Regions from separate parts of the Sus scrofa genome. Here region 1 is linked to region 2. A link is a contact called in public HiChIP or PLAC-seq data. All regions are on one chromosome and are shown on one strand. The core of a region is the stretch at or near the end of the contact, and the rest is flanking DNA. Distances in the headings are between cores, read along the strand shown. Region 1 holds the start of LRIG1 (leucine-rich repeats and immunoglobulin-like domains protein 1). Region 2 overlaps LRIG1 (leucine-rich repeats and immunoglobulin-like domains protein 1).

Region 1 (5,212 bases), core at 1,379-3,878, 69 kb before region 2:
ATTCAGGTCTTCGTGATTTTAGGTTGTGGCCCCAGATGAATTCTCCCCTGAGATCTCCAAGCCCACGCTCTCCTTTCAATCACAAGCAGGTTGCTAGTGTATGGGCAAACTTCCATACATGGTGTGGGGAGCAGACATGACTTCATGCTCTGCTGTAGACGAGGGGAACTGCCAAGGCTCAGGCGCCCAGTCCCCGCAAGTGTTCCTCGGTTTTGGAATCTTTCTCTCTGGCTGAGTGGTAATCAGACCACAGGGGCTGTTTCAGATTTGTGACCGTGCCCTTACCTGGCTGATTCTCAACTCCTATCCTCCTATCCTGAAAGAAAGCATCTCACAGGTGCAGCCTTAAGCATCTGGAAACATATTTGACCATAAGAATCTTTTTTTGGTCTTTTTAGGGCTGCACCCACAGCATGTGGAAGTTCCCAGGCTAGGGGTCAAATCGGAGTTGCAACTGCTGGCCTACACCACAGCCACACCACAGCAACACAGCATTTGAGGAATCTGAGTGGCAGCTGTGACCTATGCCACAGCTCAAGGCAACACTGGATCCTTCACTTACTGAGTGGGGCCAGGTATAGAACACTCATCCTCATGGATACTAGTCAGATTTATTACTGCTGAGCCACAATGGAACTCCTAAGCATAAATATCTGATATTTACAATACCAGCAATGGAACAAACCTGTCGATGATTTAGGTCAGCATCTCAAGGAGTTCAATGAAGTCAATTTGTTTCTGCTGCCCTATGCTGTTTTATTTGAGGTGGGGATGGGGCAAGGCAGATCTGACAGTTTCCCTTAAGGAAATGCTCCCGGTTATGCTGCATTAAACAAAAAATTTAAGAAATCTTGACTTAGAGGACTACATCGCATTGGGATCCTTAAAATTCCATCCCTCGGCTTATTTTTGTTTTATGGAAAGGCATTGCAACAAATAGAGATATATCTTCTTGCCCAAGTGGAAGGTGTTAGGTTTAATGTGGATTACAAATGAAATCTAAAAGCTAGTTAAAGGCATAAGCAGAATGGGTCAGCTGCCACCTTTTTCTGATAATGCTTCTTGGGAATCATATTTGAATTGATTTACAAACATATTTGAGCATTGCTTTGGTACTCACTGTTGAGATCATGCAAAGAGAGGAAGAAAGAAAGTAAGGAAGGAAAAAACGAGGTATCAGTATCTGATAGCATAAGGAATCAGAAGAAGGGGGAGGAGGATAAAGAGAGAAAGGAGGGAATAAAAAGAAAGGAACCGCACCATTACCAAGCCCAAACCCAATTTTGATTAAGAAGAGCGGTGCCTAACTGTGGAAAAGCTTAACATCTCAATTAAAGCAACCCCTTAGAATGTGTCAAAAATGGGACAAAACCCTTAATTTTTTTTTCTTTCTGGGAAATATTTTCTCCCCTGTTTCCGTTAACACGGAGAGGTAAGATTTCATTTACTGGAGCAAATGTTTTTGAACAGATTTGACTTGCTTTGCTTTCCTGACAGTGTGTCCTGTTCTGTTAGAAACTCACAGTACAGACTTTTGGGAAGGGACAAGAGACATCAGCAAACCAAAACGCGGAGAGGAGCAGCCATTTCTTACTATGCTAATCTTTTAACTTGTTCACTCTGTGAGTGTGTGTGTGTGCGTGCTCGTGCGCGCGCCTGTCTTACTGTTTCAGTGCAGTACCCTAACACATGGCTACTATGTTCTGACCTGGAGGAGCCAAAGTCGGTAGCTTTGTGACAATTATTATTTCTCTTTTTACTCTGTTTCGATGTATTGCTTCTTGAAAAGTGGCTTTAAAATGCTCGGATTTAAACAAAGAAATCCCTTTATCAAAGCCTGGAGTGTTAGCAGGAGTACTCTTCAACTTACCAGGGCAGAGATTGAGGAGGGGGTAAGAGCACCTTGGAGACTCGGTTTTCTACAGGCGGTAGACATTCATTTGGTAATCAAGGACATACTGCTGGATTTAAGAGATCAAGAACATGTCAGGAGCCGAAAGGAGTTCCAGGTTGTGAGAGAGGAAGGCGGCCATTCCTAACAAAATAACTAAAGATGCCCCCATAAGTATGAAATTTGTGAATTTTTATTTACATATTTGCTCCTAGAGGGCATCTGGAAAATGGGTGTAGACTTGTTCTAAATCACTGGTTCTGTTAGCAATCTGGGCAGGAGGGAAAAATCTTTGGGGCTAGGCCTTTTCAAAGCGGGGGCGTTATTCTCATTACCATTTTTTCTCTCCTTCCCTAGACCTAGAGAGCAGATCTTTACTCCTCCTCCCCTCCGCGCGCATCCCCTTTCTCCACCCTCAGTGAGCACGTCCACTTTAAGAACCGGAGGACGTCTCTCCTTTTCTCCTCCCAGTCCCCCGCCCTTCACACCTTGGGTGGGAAAAGAGAGTGGGGCGGGGTGGCCGGATAAGCGAGAGGGGCGGGATCATGACTAGCGCTCCAATGGGCGTCCAGGCTGTCTGCCGTGAACCTCGGTAGCCAATAAGCAGCAGGCGGGGGGGCGTGGCGGGGCACTGTTGCAAAGCGTCCAACGTGGGCCGGCAGGAGGCCGTGGGGCTTGGAGCCCAGGGGGTGTGTGAGGGCGAGAGGCCGGGGGCGGGGCCTCTGGGACCGGCCGGGGTTGGGCCGCGGGGAGGCGAACGGCGAGCGGCTGATTGTTCGGCCGCGAGGTCTGCAGGGTTCTCGTTGCGCGGAGGTGCCGTGCCGAGCCCGGAACTGCGCGCGCTCCCTTTGCCTTCGGCGCTGGGACAGCTAGGCGCACGGGGCCCTTGGAGCAGTGTGGGGGTGGACGTGCCGTCCAGTCAGGGGTCTGCAGCCAGGCGCTCGAAGCCGCAAGGAAGATGCCTACGGGCGCAGAGCTCCGGTTGTGAGCCTGAGCGCCTTCCTTGCAGGGGCGGCGGCGGCACTTGGCGTGTGCGGGGACCCCGGAGCCTGGACAGAAGCGCGGCGGGAGGACGAGGAGTGCCGGCCGAACCCCTTGCCCGGATCATTGAGGTTCACAACGAGCACGGGCGGGTCAGCCCGGATGGGCGCGGGGTTCTCTGTCCCCTCCGGGCGTTTCGGAGCGGCCCGGGCACTGGGGGCCCGCTGAGTGCCGGAGTCGCCGCCGCTGCGGAGTGAACTTGTGCCGGCCGCCATGCCCCGGCGCGGAGCGTAGTGCCGAGCAGAGTCCCCTCAGGCCCGCCAGTGCTTGCGGTCGCCCCAGACCTCGCAGCCCCCGCGCCCGGAGTTCTCAGCGCGCTCCAGACAAGATGGCGCGGCCGGTCCGGGGAGCGCTCGGGGCCCCGCGCAGTTCGCCTTGTCCTCTTCTCCGGCTGCTTCTGCTGCTGCTGCTTCTCGGGCTGGAGCCCGCATCGGCTGCGGCCGGCCCGCGGGCGCCCTGCACTGCCGCCTGCGCTTGCGCTGGGGACTCGCTGGACTGCGGCGGGCGGGGGCTGGCAGCGCTGCCAGGAGACCTGCCCGCCTGGACGCGGAGCCTGTGAGTACCGCCCTTTCCGCCCTCCCCGCGCCCCCCGGGCGCTGTCACTTGGGACGGGGCGGCGGGGTTGTTCCCCCGGGAGAGGAGTTGCGGGTTGAGTTGCTTGTGTGTGAAGTTGAATGAGCTGGAAAATGTTAGCGTGAGCTCCCCTTCGGGGGTCCAGAGGGGAGAGGGCGTGCGTGAGAACTTGTCTGGATGGGGAAAGTGTGCGTTTCGCTAGGGTCTGGTGCTGCGCGAGTCGGAGTTTTGGAGGTGTGGAGGAGGAAAGTGTACCTCGTTGGGAAGGATCTGATCGAGCGTGGGTCAAGGGGTCTTAGGGAGAGTGGATGTGGGTCTTGAGGTTCTGGAGGGAAGAGAAGTGTCGTGGGGGTCTGGAGGTGAGCGAGCATGGCTCTCGTGAGGGCGATCTGGGAGGTGGTAAGTAAGAGAATGTGAGTGAAGACTGTGGAGGTAAGGGGAATGTGTGTGGGTGGAGAGTGGGAAACATCTGGCGGGGAGAGTGTGAGGAAGTGTGTCTGGGGGTGTTTCTTTTTTCCTCTCCCGTAACTCAACTCTCTGGTGTGTGAGCTGCTTGGCCTTACAGCGGATAATGAATGGAGGTGACTTTTGGCTCCAGTCTTGTATTTACATTATTTATTAGTGAGAGCGTGTGTAGCCGCCTCATCATCCCCCAGGACCTTGGTGGCCTGACTTGGCTCTGGCCCCTGGCAGAAGGCAGTTTTCCTGGAGGATCCCCGAGTTAGGGGGCTCTGAATGTTCTGGGGGTCGGTAACTGCTGGAAGTTTGTCCTTTTCCGCCTGGTTGGCATTTGAGGGAACTGTGTCCCAGACCCTTCCTGTCTGTTCTCTAGGGGACCATTTGGGCTTGAGATGTAGTGGAGTGGAGTGGGGTCCACCCTCTAGCATTTCTTCTCTATAAATGGTGCAAATTAGTTTTGGAGTAGTGCTCCTTCTGGAGAGGGTGCCAGAGACTGGGTTGACAGAGTGAGATTAACCTAGCTCTTCTCTGATGTCAGGATTTTGGCCTATGTAGACTTAGTGGGACACTTCTTACGGGAGTTTCAGCAGGAAAAAAATACGTTAAATTTCTGTAAACAAGGGAGAATAATATAGCCTTTTACAATTTCTAACAAATCTGGTCCAGGAGTCAGAATCCTGTCCGGTTATCAGTAATTAGCATCTCTGCAGAACTGTTAGTACCTTGCAGAAGAGGCCTAGTTTGAACAGTCTGCTTTTCAGTTGAATAATTGAACCTCTTTCCTAGGACATAGAAGAGGCACAGTAGTAACCTCTGTCATGGCATTCAGCATTCAAAAAAGAGAGAAAACTGGTGACACAAGTTTGAACCAACACCTGTGGCTTGATCTAAGAACATGTGTCTGGGAATCTGGCTGCTGGGAGGGGAGAGAGGGAAGTTAATTCCTTTTTAATGTGTAGACCCTGTACCTGTGAGAGTGGGGCAAAGAGCGTTAACTTGGACCAGTGATCCAGTCCTACAGAGTTCTGAAACTAGACCCTTGACTGAGGGGTGGGATTTCTCTTCAGTGTACTGCTGCTCCTTTGGCATTCCCTGACTTAGGGACAACCAGTGGTCAAAGTGTAAAGCAGTGGGAGGTAGAGCCCAGCATTGCTGTTAGGTACTGTTTTATTTAGTTGGGGTGGTCTGGGGTATTGTGATTTTTCCCTTACATACTCTTAAAGGAGTTTTTAAAAAAGTAAAATCACG
Region 2 (5,324 bases), core at 1,034-3,533:
GCAATGGGGGAATGATCTGGTTCTCCACATCATGGCCAGCATTAGGTATTGTCAGTATGCTTTTATTTTAGCCATTCAGTTGGTGCATATTGATTTTTTTATGGCGGTTTTAATTTGCATTGCCCTAATGGCTAATGATGTTGAACATTATTTCATGTGCTTACTTCTCATCTGTATATTCTTTTTGGAGCAACATCTGTTCATGTCTTTTGTCTCTTTTCTAACTGGGTTGTTTGTGGGGGGTGGGTGGAGTTGCTGTTGAGTTTTGAGAGTTCTCTTTTTTTTTTTGCTTTTTAGGGCCACACCTGTGGCATATGGACTTTCCCAGGCTAGGGGTCCAATCAGAGCTACAGCTGCCGGCCTGCGCCACAGCCACAGCAACGCCATATCTGAGCCATGTCTGCAACCTACACCAGAGCTCACGGCAATACGGATCCTTAACCCACCGAGTGAGGCCAGGGATCAAACATGCATCCTCATGAAACCTAGTCAGGTTTGTTAACCACTGAGCCACAAAGGGAACTCCCTGAGAGTTCTTTATATATTCTAGTTACTAGTTCTTTGTTGGATATGTGGTGTGAAAATATTTTCTCCCAGTCTGTAGCTTGCCTTTGCATCTTAAACAGAATCTTTCCTAGAGCAAATGTTTTCAGTTTGGGTATAAGTCTAGTATATTAGTTTTTCCTTTTATGGATTGTGCTTTTAATATCACATCTAAAACTTTGGCCTACCTTTAGATCTCAAAAGTAGATTTCTCCTGTGTTTTTTCTTAAAAGTGTTTAGTTTACATTTGACAATTTAGGCCTGTGATCTGTTTTTTAAAACTTAAAGCAAAGGAGAAAATTGAAGCTTGTGGTTTCAAGAAAGAAATGGAGCAGAGTTCCCATTGTGGAATGGGCAACTCCGCACCACCAGGAGGCAAGTTCAGTCCCCGGCCCTGCACAGTGGGTTAAAGGATCTGTATTGCTACAGCTGTAACATAGGTCGCAACTGGGGCTTGGATCTGATACCTGGCCAGAAGCTCCGTATGCCGCTGAGCAGCCAGAAAAAATAAAAAACAAAAAAACAGAGGAAGTGTTGGCTCCTGAAGGATCCCAGAATGGGAAAGATGAGGGTTTGCTGTGGTTCAGAGGTGCTGGAGTCTGTACCACTTTGATGTTGTAGCAGGTCTTATCTCAGGGTGGATAAGAAGGATTGCATTAAAGGGTCTACTCCTTAATCCCACCCATACACATCCTTAACCTTCCCCAAGTGCAGTCAGGTTGTGTGCTGAGGGCTTGGGAAATTGCGTGGTAAGAGATATCCTAAATCATATGATCCGGAGATCAAAAGTCTTCCAGATGGGGCAGGAAGCCAGCCTGGTTTTATTTTTAAAGGCACGGCAATGGTATAACTCCCCAGAGGCAGGGGGGCAGTCCTGGAGACTGCAACCAAGTGCTGAATAGCTTTCTCTGCTGCTGGAACTGCAGAGCTGCCGGGAAGCTGGCTCTGGAAGCCCAGAAATGTACCAGTGGCCGGCCTTGCGGAGGGAATTTCAGGAGCATCCCAGCACCCATAGTCCTCTGTTCTTTTAGCCATGGAGAGCCACACAGCCTGGAGTCAGAGGGGCTCCTGTGCCTCTTAGCTGGGTGACCCCAGACCAGTGTCTTACGCTCTCTGAGACTGGATGAGCAGGTGCCTTCTGTGGGGAAGCACAGTGGGTGAACAGATTTCTTCTGCTCCCTGAAAAGTGCCCAGTTTTGTCTTGTCATACTTCCTGCCTGAGGATAGAAGAGCCACTTTGACTCACCTATTTAGGGGCTATGCCAGCCATCTTAAAAATAAATAAGGGAGATCTGAACCCTGCAGCAACTGTGCACTGATGCACTGTGCCGAAGGTCTCAGAGGCCCACGTGTATGTGGGGAAGGGGCAGGGCGAGGGCCATTAGCTGTGGGCGATGGCAGGATATGCCTTCCCTCATCTGCCATTGGGTTCTCCTCCATTTGAATCAGAGGCTGGGGAGGCAGGGGGGTGTTGGGGGGTGGCTCTGGCAGATTCTGAGAAGACGCGGGAGGCACAGGATACTGTCCAGAGAAGCCTTCTTCCCTTGGGGTGGCTCTGCCCACTTCTGTTCATGAGGCAGTGCCACATTCGAGTAGGAGTGTGGGATGAGGCTTTGTGTCTGGGCTTCTCTCTGGCCCTGCTGCTTCCTGCCAGTTCACCTTCTTACACCTTATCACCCCTGTCTGTAAAATGGGGATGGTAACAGTATCCGCCTCTGGGGCTGTCATGAGGATTCAAGGAGCTGAGCCAGAGCTTGGTTCCTGGTGAGCATGAATGAAACACTAGATTTGTTAGTCCTGGTCCAGCACTGTGTCTACTGAGAAGAAAGTGTGTGTTTCCTCTGTGGCCAAGTGGCAAGGGTGCTAACTTGGGCATAGGACCCGTTTCCTGGTAGCTGCAGAGGCCCCCAGGGTTCCATCCACAGCAGGCCTGGAGATGGCTGGGATTTGAGGGTAGAACTAACACCATTCCTGCTTGGGTGAAGGGTGCCTGATAAATGAGGGGAGGAACTCTAAGGGGTGGCCCTGGGGCCCTGCCCTGCCCTGCCAGCACCCCTTCAGGAAAGGCCCCTGCTCTGCACGTGGGCCCCTTGGCTGTGTCCACATCCAGGGCCCTCCACCTCAGGACTATCAGGTGGGCCAAGTGTTTGTATTTTTAAGGATCAGGTCCCAAAGTTTAGTGTCTAAGGTTGTTCTTAGTTGCTTTGTGAAATAATCACTTATTTGATTTACATAATTGAAGAGCACATTAAAAGATGATGTAAAAGAGAGGTAGGAAATTCCCATATCAGCCCACTGTCCCAGAGCTCCAAGTTACAGTTCTCCCTGCCTTTTCCTGCCCATGTCATCCCATCTTTTGCTTTAGCAGGCCGCACAGACAGTCTCCAAGTACGTGAGTTTTGGGCAGCTTGATGCCCGAGGCTGAAAGGGGAACCTGGCCCTGAGAGGGACAAAGGTACTTTCCTTTGGAATTTTTTTTTTTTTTTTTTTTTTTGGTCTTTTTTTGTCTTTTGAAGCCTATACCCATGGCATATGGAGGTTCCCAGGCTAGGGGTCTAATTGGACCTGTAGCCTCCGGCCTATGCCAGAGCCACAGAAACACCAGATTCAAGCCGCATCTGTGACCTACACCACAGCTCACGGCAACACCGGCTTCTTAACCCACTGAGCGAGGCCAGGGATCGAACCTGAAACCTCATGGGAACTCCTCCTTTGGAAATCTTGAGTGAGGCCTCCATGCTGTTTCTCTTTGGTGGTTGTGGGTTTTTTTTTTTTTTTTTCCCCTCCCAAGTCCTGTTTGATGAGGTGGAGGTGAAGCAAAAACACCAGGCCTGGGAAGAACTAATGACCCAGCCTGTTGGTCTTAGATCCCTAGATGATCTCCTATGCTCCCACCACCCCACCAGCCACTGACCAGCCTTTATGGACCTTAGGGAGAGGTGCTTTCTCTGTTGGTCATAGAGGTGCTTTCTCTGTTGGTCAGTTAAAGGGGACCTCCCCACTGCAGCGTCTTCGCATCCTCTGGGAAGGGCTGGGTGGATACCCCTTGATAGGACCCAGCCTTCACAGGTGCTCTGACTGCCTGGTTCCTGATGGCTGCCATCCCTCCATCTTTCCCACCTTTCTTTGCTGGGGACGGTAGCGCAGCCCTTGAGTCTGGGAGAATGTGAGCCTCTAGCTTGCAGTTAGGCTTGCCACTGGCCCTCTCTGCAGAGCCAAACAGGCACGGACCTAGGGGCCTTGAAAATTGTACTGAGGAAGAGAAATTGGGCAAGTCCAGTTGAGCCACATTGCATCCATGGGTTCCTTGCTGGCACTGGGTCTGTGGTTCTGACAGCTGGGTGCTCTGCCGGCTTCCAGGCCGGACCCCTCATCTGAGAGGTAGACAGGACCACATCTAAGTGGTGCAGTGTGCAGGTGGTAGGTTGCCAGGAAAGGGGGAGAAAAGGCAGGATTGACTCATTTAGGGGAAGATAAAGCCAAGAGTGGTCGTGTCCATTTTGACCACAAGAGAGAAAGCCTTGGTTTTCTGATCCAGGTGCCCCCTGTGGATGGCAATTAGGTGGAGCAGCTCATGGTTCCTGACCTTCCCTCTCCTGACTCAGCTCAGTGCTGCTCTGCCCTGCCCAGATGGGGCAGGTGACCTCCCCGTGGTCACAGAACTGAGTCCCCAGCCAGCCCTCAGAAGTCCCTGCCAGTGTGAAATGCCACAGCCCTTCTCCCTGGGGGTGCCGACCAGACATGGCTTCTGGGGCTTACTCAGGTCACTTGAGTCCAGGTGGAACTTACCTGATTGAACTTCTCCTCCCTCTTTTGTTTCATGGCCAGGCAGGCATGGGCAAGGGTGTGTTTGGAGATGGAGACACCAGTAGGGCTGAGCTGACTCTTGCTGCGGGGTTGGGGAGGGAGGGACGGTTGGCCACTGTGTGAATGGCTGGAGTTGTCTTGGCTTTGCCATCCCTGGCTCATCAACGGGTGTCTGGATTTGGGGTCAAATTGAACCTGGGAGGTGTACCTGAAAATTCATTGCACTTGACATTTTCTTATAACGAGTATCAGCTTATCTACCTAAAAAAATTAATTCTACATTACATTAAAATTCTTAAAAAAATTAATTTGGTTGATTGGTCTTTCCTCAGAGTGGTATTTGTTCGTTTGTTTTTGCATTTTAGGGCTGTACCTGTGGCATATAGAAGTTCCCAGGGAGTTCCTGTCGTGGCGCAGTGGTTAACGAATCCAACTAGGAACCATGAGCTTGCGGGTTCGGTCCCTGCCCTTGCTCAGTGGGTTAACAATCCGGCGTTGCCGTGAGCTGTGGTGTAGGTTGCAGACGTGGCTCGGATCCCGCGTTGCTGTGGCTCTGGTGTGGGCCGGTGGCTATAGCTCCGATTCAACCCCTAGCCTGGGAACCTCCATATGCCACGGGAGCTGCCCAAAGAAATAGCAAAAAAAAAAAAAAAAAAAAAAGAAGTTCCCAGGCTAGGGGTCGAATTGGAGCCACAGATGGCTGCCTAAGCCATAGTCACAGCCTTGCCAGATCCAGGCCTCACCTGTGACCTACACCACAGCTCAAGGCTACACCAGATCCTTAACCCACTGAGCAGGGCCAGGGATCAAACCCTCGTCCTCATGGTTACTAGTCGGGTTTGTTACTGCTGAGCCACAACGGGAACTCCTTGTTTGTTTATTTTCTGAATAACACTCTGCTGTTCTAGAATGCAATGGTGAACATAGGAGACTGAACTCAAGTCTTAATTCATTTGCTTGTTCAACAGCTATTT

Evidence for each region. HiChIP or PLAC-seq counts read pairs in DNA pulled down with a chosen protein or histone mark.
Region 1: an H3K27ac HiChIP or PLAC-seq map of skeletal muscle shows a contact between it and region 2. The contact joins the promoter of LRIG1 here to the enhancer-like site in region 2. A contact is called at or near these places in 1 of 5 promoter capture datasets (liver), 9 of 47 Hi-C or Micro-C datasets (brain, embryonic fibroblasts, heart right ventricle and 4 more) and 1 of 2 datasets of contacts at active chromatin or transcription factors (skeletal muscle).

The regions. Positions count from the first base shown.
Region 1 is chr13:48,024,812-48,030,023 of Sscrofa11.1, reverse strand. It overlaps LRIG1 (leucine-rich repeats and immunoglobulin-like domains protein 1), which reads left to right and starts at 2,628. Exons shown (of 20, transcript XM_005669717.3): 1 at 2,628-3,487. The coding sequence starts at 3,261.
Region 2 is chr13:47,955,285-47,960,608 of Sscrofa11.1, reverse strand. The region is part of intron 3 of LRIG1 (leucine-rich repeats and immunoglobulin-like domains protein 1); the gene reads left to right. Among named protein-coding and RNA genes, the nearest start is that of LRIG1, 69 kb to the left of the region's middle. Within about 2 kb of position 2,283, at least 2 of the 83 cell types and tissues checked have an H3K27ac peak or open chromatin away from gene starts, as enhancers often do. A contact at or near this core is called in skeletal muscle, where this site is marked.